Linked DNA regions of Rattus norvegicus: region 1 is linked to region 2. The links are chromatin contacts, called in public Hi-C maps. All regions are on one chromosome and are shown on one strand. The core of a region is the stretch at or near the end of the contact, and the rest is flanking DNA. Distances in the headings are between cores, read along the strand shown.

Region 1 (6,494 bases), core at 516-3,015, 73 kb before region 2:
TAGTCAAAGCTTTCCCCTCCCTTTACCTGGGACCTTCTTAAGGAATAACTATTCAGACAAACTTTCTATTCCTCTGTTCCTCTCTCAACAGTCTGAGGAGTATCAACTGCCCAGAACGAGGAGTCTGGCTAGCATCAGGAGTCTAGCATCAACTAGCTTAGAACCAGGGGCCAAATTAGAGATGAGCTTCCTCTCCAAATCTGAAGGGCCAGGGACACTCAGGAGCAGAGAACCAGAGGCCAGTCATCAGGACACTCACTGAGCCATGCCAATACTTAGGGTTCCACAGTTTATTTATTTATTTATTCTTTAAATATTTTATTTATTTATTATATATGAGTACACTGTAGCTGTCTTCAGACACCAGAAGAGGGCATCAGATCTCATTACAGATGGTTGTGAGCCACCATGTAGTTGCTGGGATTTGAACTCATTACCTCTGGTAGAACAGTCGGTGCTCTTAACCACTGAGCCATCTCTCCAGCCCGGGGCTACACAATTTAAATACCACATTTAGACATTTAAATGTTTGCTGTGTGAGCCAGGCTGGCCCAGACTCCCAGCACAACAAACAAAGGGTTAGGATAGCAAGGGTCTTTTGCCTGGAGTGGGGAAGTGGGGGTGCATCCAAATTTAGGGTGAAAGCTTTCCCCCGTGTCCTCTGGGGCCTGGGACTAGAACAAAGTCACCAGAACCTTTGAAAAGAAGATGCCCTTGGGTCCCAGACAAGATGGTGAGCACTAGACAGATGTGTTCAGATTTGAGTGTGCACCTCAGGGATGAACTGGCATGGTTTTCCTTGAGGAAAGGCCCAGAGGCCTGGCTCAGAATCACCTGCCTGCCATTAACTTTGGGAGAGATGATCCCACAGATAACATTTCTCCCTACCAACAGTCTAGTCCTGTGTAAGAAGCTGAGGATAAGCTCTTGGATCAGATGAACAGCACACAGCAGCTCTCTGTCTTCCTGCAGAGGGAAGCCAGTGTCCCCAAGACAAGGACTGTGGCATACTCCCACACCCCTCTCCAGACACATAATAGCAGGTGTGACCATCTTCTTATACTGCCCTTATAGCTGTTTCTTAGGAAAAGAACTTGGATCATTAGGAGAGGAGACAGGGCTACATTCCCAGCCATTCTTGCAGCTGGAGTGGTCAATGAGATGTGAGCAGAAGTCACCAGGTGGTCTTCAAGGGGGCTGACTTATTGGATGGGGCCTCATGGCGACCCCTGCATTTTCCTACTTCCTTTCTGGAAAGCACTGAGAAGGCAGGGGCTTATGGTCATCTTGGCCCATGAAGCCATAGAGCCAAGAGCTCTAGGATGCTTGATGATCCTGTGGACTGCAGCCTCTCTACACATGTATTCTCAGACATCTCTGCCAATTGTGCCTGAATCTGGCAAAAATCATGGTGACTAGGATGTGGTTGGTCTGGGCCAGGCAGACTTCCTTACACACACTCATACACAGTGAACCCCTGATGCCTGGAGACGCACACAGGTTGTCTGTGGCCTAGGGGGTCAAGCTGGGGCTGAGCCTGGCAAAGGCAAGATGTTAAACAGTGAGTGTCTGTGCTTTAAAACAACAGTCTTAAAAGAAAGAAAGTTTCACCTTAAATTAGGGATCAGTTTGAGCCCTCTGGCTCTGAGGTAGGAGCCAGAGATGTCCTGGCTGTCCTGGGTGGAGGTGTGCGGGGTGTTGGGAGAAGTGGCTTCTTGGGCAGCCTCTTTCAAGTGTCTCCATCCTTTGGACCCATAGGGGGCACTAAGGAACTGTGGATCTTGTCTTCTTTCTAGCCGAGGTCTGTGCTAAGACCTCCAGACCTTCAGCCATCCCTGGAGGAGCTGTGGAAGAGGGATGAGGGCTAGCGCAGGGCATGACTAGGTTCTAGTAGATGGAATGAAGTCTTCTCTCACCTCCCATCATGCTTAACGATCTAAAATGTAAAAAGGGGAGAATATGTGATTCAAAAGCCCGAAGACAAAACCACTGACCTCCCAACTCTGTCACCCCACCATAGGGGCGGCCTTCTCCCTTCCAACCCCCACCTTAGATTAGGAAGAGGCCTGGGAGACCACTCACTTGGCAGCCGAGGAAAGAGAAGGCCCGCAAGGCTAAGCAATGAGTGCAAAGTGAAGCCAGCCACCAGCCGCTGCTCTGGGACGGTAATCTCGGTGTTCCAACTTCCAGTCTAGCGGCGCCCCCACCCCCATGCCCAACACGCCCCCTCCACTGCCTGGGCCACATTTGTTTTCTTTTCCGGGCCCTGGGGGACTCTGGCAGGGCTGGGGGTCTGATGTGAACTGGAATCTGTTCAATTTCACCTCTCATTGCGCCTGCCAGCTCCGCTGACGGAGGCAATTAGAACCAGACATCCCACAAGGGCATTCCAGGAAGCTCTCTTAAAATTCCACAGCGGCTGGGGACTTGCCTTTTCCTGCAGGGATCATCTGGTGTGTAAATAGCTAGTTGTGTAAGACACGGGATGGGAGGAGGGAATCTCTCTCCCTCTTACACACACACACACACAACACACACACACACACACACACACACACACACACACACACCCAATACGCATTCATCCACAGAGAGACAAAAAAATCCCAGCAACCCTATTACTTTTAACCTTCTGAAGGGAGAAGTTAGGAATTTACAGGCCTCCCCTGGGAGCATCTAATTGCTTGCTTCCTGGGATGGCTGCCGTGTTTGCCTTGGACGGTGGGTGGCAGGGACACTGGGGAACTAGGGCAAGACGTCCCAGGCTCTCTTCTACCCACTGCAGATGGCTGTTCCCCACTCTCTCCCCCGACTTCTCAGGGATAGGCTTGTAGGGGTTGGAGGTCAGTGTAGCTAGTAGTCATATATAACTACCCGTGGTCACGAGGAAGCCACAAAGAGGAAATGGGAAGGTGAAACTCTGGCTCAGAAGCTGTCTATTTCCTCTAACCCACTTTACACCCCTGCATTGGAAACGGGGCAGCCCCGGGGGCCAGGAGCCAACAGGAGCCCTGTTTTCCAAGCTCCCATTTCTCTGTTGTCACTTGAAACCTGGCTTTGGCCAACAATGTGCTACTGTGTAAGCAGACCCACAGAACCTTTTGTGGGAGGCACTGAGAAAGAGCTTAAAGGTATTGGGAAGACAGCTGGGGAAGTATGTCTACTTCCTCTCACCCACGGGGGGTGGGGCGCGGGGATGGGAGGCAGCTTCTCATAGGGACTTAGACGAGGCTAGCAGGGATGGCCTTCTGTCAAGTCTACATTCCCCAAGCTATAGAGCCCATCTCTTTGTTCCCCAGCCTGGGGTGCTGTCATCACCAGAGCACAGCCCCTCCCAGCTCCTCCTTTGACACTGGATTTTGGTGTAATACGGTATCTAAGTAGGAACAAAACAATTCTAAAGAACTAATTGCTATGAGGCTTAACAGACAAGCTAAAAACTCTGACTGCCTTCACAAAGATGTCCTGGGCTTTGGGATGAATTGGTGACTAGTCACTAGTTGGGGGTGGGTGTCTTCCTTTTGAAATAGGGTCTTCGGTGTGTACCCCAGACGGATCTTCCTTCCCATCCCACACTCCCAGTTCTGGGGTCACAGATGTGCCACCAACCCTAGCTCCGGAGCCTGCAATCGGTGACAGCATGTTACTGATTGAGTTTTCCTCCGTGCTTCCGGTTCACCGGTGATCTCTGCTTCCTGATGTCTCTTAGGTCTCTGTCTGTGTTCCAGATGCAGCCGGAATCACCAGACCAGCACTCAGGGAGGGAGGGGAAGAGGAGGATTCACTGAGCCAATTAGCTGGTGGTTTTGGTGTGTGGAAGGGAAAGATTGATTTATTTGTTCACTCGACTCCAAAGACTTAATGTTGAGTATTGTGTAGGGCAGAGAGGAGAGGGTGACGGAGGAGAGGGACACAAGGCTTCATCGTGAGGAATTCAAACTTAAGGGCTGGTGGGTGGCTCTAATTAGCTCTAATATAGAGACAGAGCCTTACAAGGAAAGGAGGACTAGAGGTCAGGACAGAGGGAATCACTTCTGTTGACAGTAAGTGAAGAAGGATTGCTGGAGTCCGTGGCATTGGAACTCTGAATTGGTCTATGCCATGCAGGAGTGGGTGAGAGGACAATCCAGTGTGGGGTGGCAGCAGGGAAGAGAGTGATGGTTGGTTAGGTGACCACAGAGGGTCACATTGGTTGGTTAAACTGATTGGAGTCAGAAAGAGCAGTTTGAGCCATCAGGTTTGAGGAATCTGTTTTGACTTTGTGAGTGGACAACACATGGGCACAGCTACCCTCGGGAAAGGTCAGCAGCAGCGTGTGCAGGGTGCATACACGCCACCCTAAAGCATGGGGCGGGGTTGTGGACTATCTGAGCTCTGCTGAGTGAACATCACTCCTCCCCTTTCGGCATGAATCTACAGCTCTCAGAGAGAACTGTGGTCCTGGGTTTAAATGGGTCCGAATCAATAGTGGTCCTCAGCAGGATGGAAACCAGGTGCCTTTTCTGAGGGTGGGTGCCCCTCTGAGGCTGAGGCTGGGTGCCTCTCTGAGGCTGGGTGCCCTTCTGAGGCTGAGGCTGGGTACTCTTCTGAGGCCGGGTGCCCTTCTGAGGCCAGCCAGCTCTTTTGCTCTTCATTAATATTTGTTTTTAGTTTATATTTATGTGTCTCTCTGTGTGTGCTTACACACACACATATGCATGTCCATGGATACCAGAAGATGGTTTGAAGCCCCCTGAAGCTGGAGTTGCCAGAGTCTGTGGGCCACCTGATGCAGGTGCTCGAACCGAACCTCAGTTCTCTGGGAAAGCATGCAGTGCGCTAAGATCGTGAGCCGCCTCTTGTTTTGGTTTTTTTTTTTGTTTTTTTTTTTTTTTGTTTCTTTTTTTTCTGGAGCTGGGGACCGAACCCAGGGCCTTGTGCTTGCTAGGCAAGCGCTCTACCACTGAGCTAAATCCCCAACCCGTGAGCCGCCTCTCTAGTTCAGCTTTACGCTTCACTTACGTCTTTAAAAATCCATACATACGTGAGTAACAGCAGCTAATGAAAGAAGAGGGCATAAATTTGAAAGAGAGCAGGGGGAGTAGAAGACAGGGAAGAGGGAGATGGTGTAATTGTATTAGAATCTGGAAAAGTAAAAGAAATAATTTGTTTGTTTTTTTTTTAAAAAACAAAGAGGTAAACTTGAAAAAGTTGTTAAAAACAAACAAAAACAAAACAAAATTTTAAAAAAAACGAAGAAGTTCATATAAACTGTCATCGGTAGAATATCTAGACAGTGAGTAAGTGGTCTTCGGCCATCCTAATGCTGCCACCCTTTGATATGGTTCCTCACGTCATGGTCACCCCCAACCATAGCGTTATTTTTGTTGCTACTTCATAACCGGGATTCTGCTACTGTGATGAACTGCAATGTAAATTATCCGATATGCAGAATGGTCTTAGGTGACCCCTGTGAAAGGGTCATTTGACCTCTCTAAGGGGTCACAACCCGTAGGTTGAGAACCTCTGACCTAGGTGGTGACTCCATTTTCCCCCACTGCTCCTCTGTTAGGAGGCTGTTTATCAAACGTCTCCAGTGAGGGAGAGCTCACTTCCTCATGGCATAGTGCAGGAACAGGTCGGGCCCCGCCAAGAGAATGGGAAAGACCCTCTCCCGTAGCTATGACCCACGCCCACACCCCTGCCCACTCATGCTCCTCATTAACTCTGAAAGAACACCTGGGTATATTCGATAGCATTTGAAGGGGAAACCCCCCTTTCCCTAGAGCTGTGAGTGTCGAAGATTCCTAGGGTATAGATATAGAGTAAAGGCTGTTAGAAGTGTTTACTGCTCATGCAGAAGATCAAGGTTTCATTCCCAACACTCAGAACCTCCTATAATTCTAGTTCCCAGGTGTCCTTATCCCTTTTCTGACTTCTGCCGGCTCACGCACACGCAAGCTCACATACACACAGATAACAAGTAAAGACATAGTGATATGATCCATTTGAGCGGCACCGCTCAGCTTCCAAAGCTCTCTCACGGGCTTTCTTCGTCTCGAGTTCACAAACCTGGTGTGAGCAACTTTGTGTTTCGGGAAGCACAATCCCTACAAAGGCTTACCCCGGGTTTAAGTACCCAGTTAAGGTCAAAGTCAGGCTCCTTGTCCCATTTCTTCTGATGTCAAATCCCCAACTTCTAAGTAAACCAGGGGACAAGGGTGTCCTAGTTAAGGTTTCTGTTGCTGTGACAAAATGCCATGATGAAATCCAACCTGGGGAAGAAAGGCTTTAGCCCAGCTTGTGCTTCTGCATCATAGTCTGCCATTGAAGGATCAGCCGAAACTCACAGCAGGAACTTGGAGGCAGGGACCCAGGCAAAGGCCATGGAGAATTGACACTTACTGGCTTACTCCTTATTGATGCACTCAGACCACTTTCTTATAGCACCAGGGATGGCACCACCTACACTGAGGGCTGGGCCCTCACACATCAATCACTAGTTTTTAAAATGC
Region 2 (6,506 bases), core at 2,792-5,291:
TATGTGCCCAGGTGTTTTGCTGAACGTTATTTCTGTGTCTCACAGGCATATCTGGTGCCATCAGAGGCCAGAAAAGTATCCAATCTGCCTGGGACTGAAGTCACAGACTGTTGTAAACCAGTAGGTGGGTGCTGAGAATCAAATCCAGGACCTCTACAACAGCAAACAGTGGTCTTAACCACTATGCCATCCCTCCAGCCCATGGTGGGCCACTTCAAGAAGGTCCAGAATCAAGGTACTTTACCTAAGTTACAGCAGATAGCATTTCAGGGTCTTACAACTTCAATAATCTCAGACTCATCCTGGCAATCACAACCACTTATAGACTCGTGTGATTTTGTATCTCTAAGTCCCATACCTATATACTTTATTATATCCTATCTGAAAGACCTTTCCTACAACCATATTTCCGAGTCCTGGATTCTCCAGTGTTCCTTCCCCTCCACGGTCAATTTCCAGCCATCTTGTTAGAAGAGTAGGACCCAAGAGTGAACTCATATAACACTTATATGGGCAGTTCCTCTTCAAGTAAGAGATTAGAACTTGGGGACAAGATGCAAGGTCTCTCTGTGACAATTCGTTGGGTCACTATCCTGATGAATCTTAAACGTCAATGTCTACAAGAAGCTCTACAGCACGGCATCATGGACCCAAGGATGGTGATGGTGTTAACTATTTCCCAGCAGTCTCATGAGACTTATACAGATGCCATTGTTAATGACCTCTGGGCCTGAGAGCCTGAAGGTGGTATACCAGTTGTCCTGAGGGCCTGAGATGCTGAGATATACTCCCTTCAGAATCTGTCCTTGCATTTTTGCTTTGTTCTACGAGAAACAGGAACAATAATTTCCCATGCCACTCAGTCTGTGACCGCTTGCTATTGCAGCTAGGACTGACTGAGACAAAGAGAGATGGTGTAAGGGAATCAGTGGAGGATTGTTTTAAGAAGGGAGCTCTAGAGCATCAGAGGCTGAAGGCAGACAGACTTGGCTGAGTGGGTATTTCGGCTCAGAAGCCTCAATGGCAAGCAGAAGAGGTTCCAGGGCCCACAGAGTGAGAACCAGGGAAGAGAAAAAGGATGATGGAGGCTGAGGATCCAGGGGTTAGATGCCCAGGTATCACGCAGTGTGACTGCAGAAGAGGCCCTGATCATCAGTTAAGGTAGGCCTAGGCTCAGGCTCAGGCTGTAGACACTTGTACCGTTTTTTGCCTCCCTGGTAGATCATTTCCTTCTGCCAGCAATGCTGTAGATATCCCTCCTCAAATCCTCCTTTGAATTCCTTATGGCATTCACCATCGTGTCAGTTCTGACTGTGATAGTAAATTACTACTGACTGAGTGGTATAAGAAACTACTTTTTCAGTCTTTTGGAAGACAGAGGTCTGAAATCAGGGTACGTGGTCTGTGTGGGGTTCTGCTGTGTGCTTGTCCGGTTCTAGAGAGGTGGTTGTCAACCTTTCTAATGCTGTGGCCCTTTAATACAGTTCCTCATGCTGTGGTGATCTCCAACCATAAAATTATTTTAGTGCTATTTCATAACTGTAATTTCGCTACTGTTATGAATCTTAGTGTAAATATCTGATATGTACGTGACCCCTGTGAAAGGGTCATTCGACCCCAAAGGGGTCACAACCCACAGCTTGATACCTGCTGCTCTAGAGAGGCTTCAGGTCTGTGGGAATCCTTATTGGAAGGAAGAAGGCAAGAGCATTGCTTGAAGGCTCTCGAATCAGGGCATTAATCCTGCTCACAAGGAACTCTACTCGTGTGACCGAATTGCTTTCCAAAGTCCCCATTGCCTAATACCATTATATCGATGCTTAGGATGTCAATCTATGAATCATGGGGTAGGGAGACACAAAGATTCATTTTATCACCCCCTAACATATACCCATTACCGATTTAACCAGCAAGGATGCCTAAATTTACACTCCCTATGGGAGAGTTACTCACAGCAACATGTAAGCTCAATTAATTGCCACCCCATCCACCAATTGGTGGCACTCAAAGAAAGTGCCTTAAAGGATCCTCCAGGAATTTCAAGTTTATAACCCATGTTTGCTCTGATTATCTCTGTCGACTCAAAAGTCAAAAGGATTAATATCATATAGCCCAAGGCAGCAGCCATACCATATAGCCAAAGGCAGCAGCCATATTATATAGCCAGAGACAGCAGTCATATGGTATCACACTTCCCTTGTCATAGCACCTGTCTCACAGAGCTCTCCCCATGTTCCCTCTGACTTCAGAGGACTCCTATCTATCTACCCCTCAAGGTTTCCTCTCCAGCCTTCCTTGTGGACTTCTCTGACCTCATGAAGAATAGACTTCACCTTCATCTGGGCCCCAGCTTGCATGATGTTTCTATCATGTTGGTCACCACCTGGAGGGCTCTTTCTTGGTCAAGCCTGGGTGCTCCTGGCAGCAAGAACCATGTGTCATTCAGCTTCGTAATGCTTAATATTCGCCGGAATCTCAAAGACTCGTTGAATTGTGGGAAAAAAAACCTATGTTCTCCGCTTTCGGTTAGTTGGTTGGTTTTGCTTTTGTTTTTCGAGACAGGGTTTTGATATGTAGTCCTGGAGCTTGGTCTGCTGACCAGGCTAACCTCCAACTCATAGATCCTCCTGCCTCTGCCTTCTGAGTGCTGGGACTAAAGGCATGCACCACTATGCTCATCTTAAGATCAGGGCAGATGAGTTCCGCACCCACACAATCATCCCCAGTGAGCACACTTGGGAAGGCTCTGCAAACCTTAAACACTGGTGGCAACGGAGTGGGGAGGGGTGTGGTTCTCTGCACCCATTATGTCTTATCAGAGACAAGCTGGTCCAAGGGAGAGACAGAGAGAACATTGTTATGTCCGTGCTTGGTTTTGTTTCCGTATTCTTCTAGACTCTAGATAGATCCACAAGCTGGCTTTGGCCCTAGATCTTGATACCGACTGTGGTATCTTTGTCTTGGTGGGTCCTTCCTCACTGAGAGCATGCGCCTCACAAGTGCACCTACTGCTGCACCTCCCGGACATTGCACAAGCAAAGAGAGTTAGAGCTGGTTCCCTGGGCTTCCTGTAGGGTTTGTCTGGTACCACCCAGGGCTAGTAAGTAGTCAGTGAAATGTCTTTTCCCAAGTCTCTCATTCAGCTGGTCTCTCACTTGCTCACACTCACATTGACTATGTCAGTCTACCTCTTGCCTTGGTATAAAGGAACAGTCATAGCAGGGGGCTGGGTGGGTGAGGCTTCACAAGACTGTAAATATTCCTTCTCAGAGGAATACACAAAAGTAGCATTCAGCCAGACTCTAGGGAGCAGCTCCCAGCTGAAGGCCAGGTGTCCTTCAGCAGGATGGGACAGGCTTTCCCTGCTGAGAACAGCTTGTGAAGAAGCCCTGGAGATCTGCAAGTTGCTCAATGTCTCTGTGGCAAAGGAAACTGCGCATGGGCAGAATTGAAACCAGGGCAAGCACAGGAAAGAGGGGCACTTGGGAACCCACTGTTAACAGATGCTGAGGCAGACTATCTCCCGGCTCCCAGGCAAGCCATCGCTCATTAGTGATGTGCATTCACTGCTCTGGGCTGGTACCCAGGCATCGTCACCTTGGCAAGTCGCTGGGTGCAGGTGGCTTGCAGACATGTCCCCTGCACAGCCTTTTGGCAGCTGCTGATGGGACTCTGGAGCTGGAACCTGAGATCCTCCAGATCGCGCGGCAAGCCGTGCGAGCCCTTCCCTGCCGTGGTTAATTTTCACTTTTCCACAAGGACACGCCCTCGGAGGAGACCAGCAGCAGAGCAACGCCTGCTGGGGACCACATGCATCCCCAAGGGCGGGTGCTTTGCTTTGAGCCCTGAAGAAGCCAGGCTGCGAGCCTGTTGCTCCGCAGCTGATCCAGCTAGGCTGTGCGCGTGGGCCGGCCTCGCGAGCTGGGAACCCCCTGCCCACATGAAAGCGCTCGGCGGCTCCCCGGGCGCCCTCTCCGCCCGCGCCTAAGCCGCGTTCCCACCCGCAGCCACGCGCTGGAGCAGGACGCACAAAGGAAATGGCAAGGGCGTGAGTCACCCGGAGGCTCGGTGCTCCCGCCTTTCCCCGGGCTGCAGACCCACAAGGAGACCTTTGTGTCGCGTTCTGGTGGACGACCGGCACCCGCTGCGGGGAGGCAAGCATTTCAGGGCGCTGAGTAATGCTGGGGAGACAGGAGGAGGATCTATACGAGGAGGAAACGACTTTTGCGACCTACTAGTCTGCAAAGCCTGCTCCAGATCACCCTGTATGCAGGCTCAGAGAAGCAAGTCCTCTTGGCCCCTCCCACAAACCCATCTTGACTACTCATAATGCTGACCCTTTGCTCTTAGGGCCTGCCCTGTTTTGCAGGGTCATCTTCTTACCAAGGTGTGAGGGACTTTTCCTGTGCCACTGCTAACAGACGGAGAGGTGCTGAAACTATGTTCGGTAGTGGATGGAGGATGGAATGGAATAATTCATTTGTACAGATTGAACTAGTAGGGGCTAGTCCAACGTCTCCAGTTTCCAAGCAGAGGAAATGTCAGCCCAGAGGGACATACTCTTCCTGACTTGGTGGATTTTTACTGTGTGGTGGTTGCTTGGTTCAGGGAACGTCCCTGGGCATGACTGACAAGGGAGGGTTAGGTTTTAGTGAAAACCTGCAAGCACAGATAGGTAACACCCCAGGGGACTCACTAGGACCCATAAAAGAAATCAGAGGACAGCAGCCAAGGCTCCAGGCATTAGGGCAGTCACATTACAGGGATGCAGGTAAGCATGAACTTTTGCTGGGCATGAATGTTTAATCTACTTGGCCCCAGGGAAGGTATTGTTCCAGATAAAGGTGATTGGGAAGTCTGTGCCCTCCAGGACTCAGGGTTGGTAACTGACTGGTCATGGGCCAGATGACAGAAACTTAGTAAAAGCCCGCAGACCCAGACACTTATGGAGGTCCTTTAAGGTGTCAGCATCCCAACACCATATCACACCCACTTTCTCCCAGAGCCCCCCTTTCAGTTACCAAGAAACTAGGGTGCCAAACGATCTGAGGTTTTCTTCCTACGAAAAGACATTTCCTATGAAATGCCACATCCGGGAGCATATACACACCCAACATCTATAGACCTCCTTCTCATGGGGGAGACAATAACCTGCCACCACCCACCAAGACTCCTACAGAACAGATTCACAGCTAGGCCTTGCTCTGAAGTCTGCAATTCTTGTGCTGATTGCCCTCCCAGTGCTCCAAGCCAAACAGCAGGCTTCCTGTGTAGACAAGCTGGTGCAGCACACTCTGGGGCCCACCCTCAGGATGTAGCATTGGGGGTCAGGCAGTACAGATGCCATCCGTCTGTGGCCAGGATCATCCCCTGCTTCTGGTGTTAGCTATTTTCCAACAGAAGTCAACTTTGACTTAAGGATGGCCGTCCTCCTCAAAACTGACTTCAGAGTTTAAAGACGAGGGATCTAGGGGATGTTCTACACCCAAAGCTAGTGGCTGAGCAGCTGTGCCTCGATTCTGACCCACTCGATCAGCTGTACTCCTCCCTGGACACTACTAATAAGGAGAAAGGCCAGCACCTGCAGAGGGCTTGCTGGATGACAAGCAGTACTTGGCACTTGACATGCTCCTTCCTGTAACCCCTACAGCAACACCGTGAGACTGTTCTGACCCACATTACTTTACAGGTGAGGGTTAGTTACCATGCAATCCGTAAGGAAACATGCCCAAGCAAGGTCATGTGGTTAATTCAGGAGCCGGCATCCAGAGCAGTGTGTCTGTCTCTTAAGTTTTTAACCATGCCCCTCCTGGGCCGAGCAAAGCGAGATATGTCCAGTAATTAAACTGTTTCTCGTGGGGCCCTGTCCTAGAGAAAAGCAGCTCTCTGAGTGGGAAAAGGGCACAGCAAATGCACTGTCAGGTTACCAGTCTTCCAGAGTCTTGGCCTTGGCTTTGGCAGCTAAAGGATCAGTTTCTGGGAGAGGAACAGGTTCAGGCAGTCTGCTTTAGAATGACTCAGTCCACAAGGGACTTCGCCAAACCCCATGAATTGATTCACCTGTGAGATAATACCGCCCAGAAGGATTGCAGCTAAGAGCTTCAGTGGAGGAGGCAGCTGGGTTTGAACGTTTCTTCCTCGTGGCCTAGCTCTGTGACCCCAGACATCTTAGTCACCCTTTACCTTTCGACACTGAAAAATGGCATCTTGCGTGATGTCTGTGCCTTTAATAGACTGCTGTGCACAAAATGGCTAGTGGAGTGGTTGGATTTTAGTGCCTGCCCAACCCATGGCAACACTGATAATCTTCACTATGAATTATATTTGGTAACTAGGTTTGGCCATCGGATAAGGTCTCTTCTGACCAGTGGGTGGGTTCCCCCTCCCACCCACCCATCCACACTCACACATACACACACCGACACGGCACACACAAATATCTAGCTCAGAAGGATACTGGGAGAGTTCACTTCAATGGAGGGGACGTAACTGTACTAGTGGTACCC

What was found. A called contact is a pair of places that touch in the nucleus more often than the background predicts.
Region 1: a contact with region 2 is called in a Hi-C map of the A7r5 cell line, with 2.3 times the contacts expected there. The contact joins two enhancer-like sites. A contact is called at or near these places in 4 of 12 Hi-C or Micro-C datasets (the A7r5 cell line, Schwann cells, mammary epithelial cells and 1 more).

The regions. Positions count from the first base shown.
Region 1 is chr11:84,537,547-84,544,040 of GRCr8, reverse strand. LOC134481019 (a long non-coding RNA gene) reads right to left here. Exons shown (of 2, transcript XR_010056167.1): 2 at 1,591-1,936. Among named protein-coding and RNA genes, the nearest start is that of Opa1, 150 kb to the left of the region's middle. Within about 2 kb of position 1,765, at least 9 of the 93 cell types and tissues checked have an H3K27ac peak or open chromatin away from gene starts, as enhancers often do. A contact at or near this core is called in the A7r5 cell line, where this site is marked.
Region 2 is chr11:84,467,151-84,473,656 of GRCr8, reverse strand. No RefSeq gene overlaps it. Among named protein-coding and RNA genes, the nearest start is that of Opa1, 220 kb to the left of the region's middle. Within about 2 kb of position 4,041, at least 35 of the 93 cell types and tissues checked have an H3K27ac peak or open chromatin away from gene starts, as enhancers often do. A contact at or near this core is called in the A7r5 cell line, where this site is marked.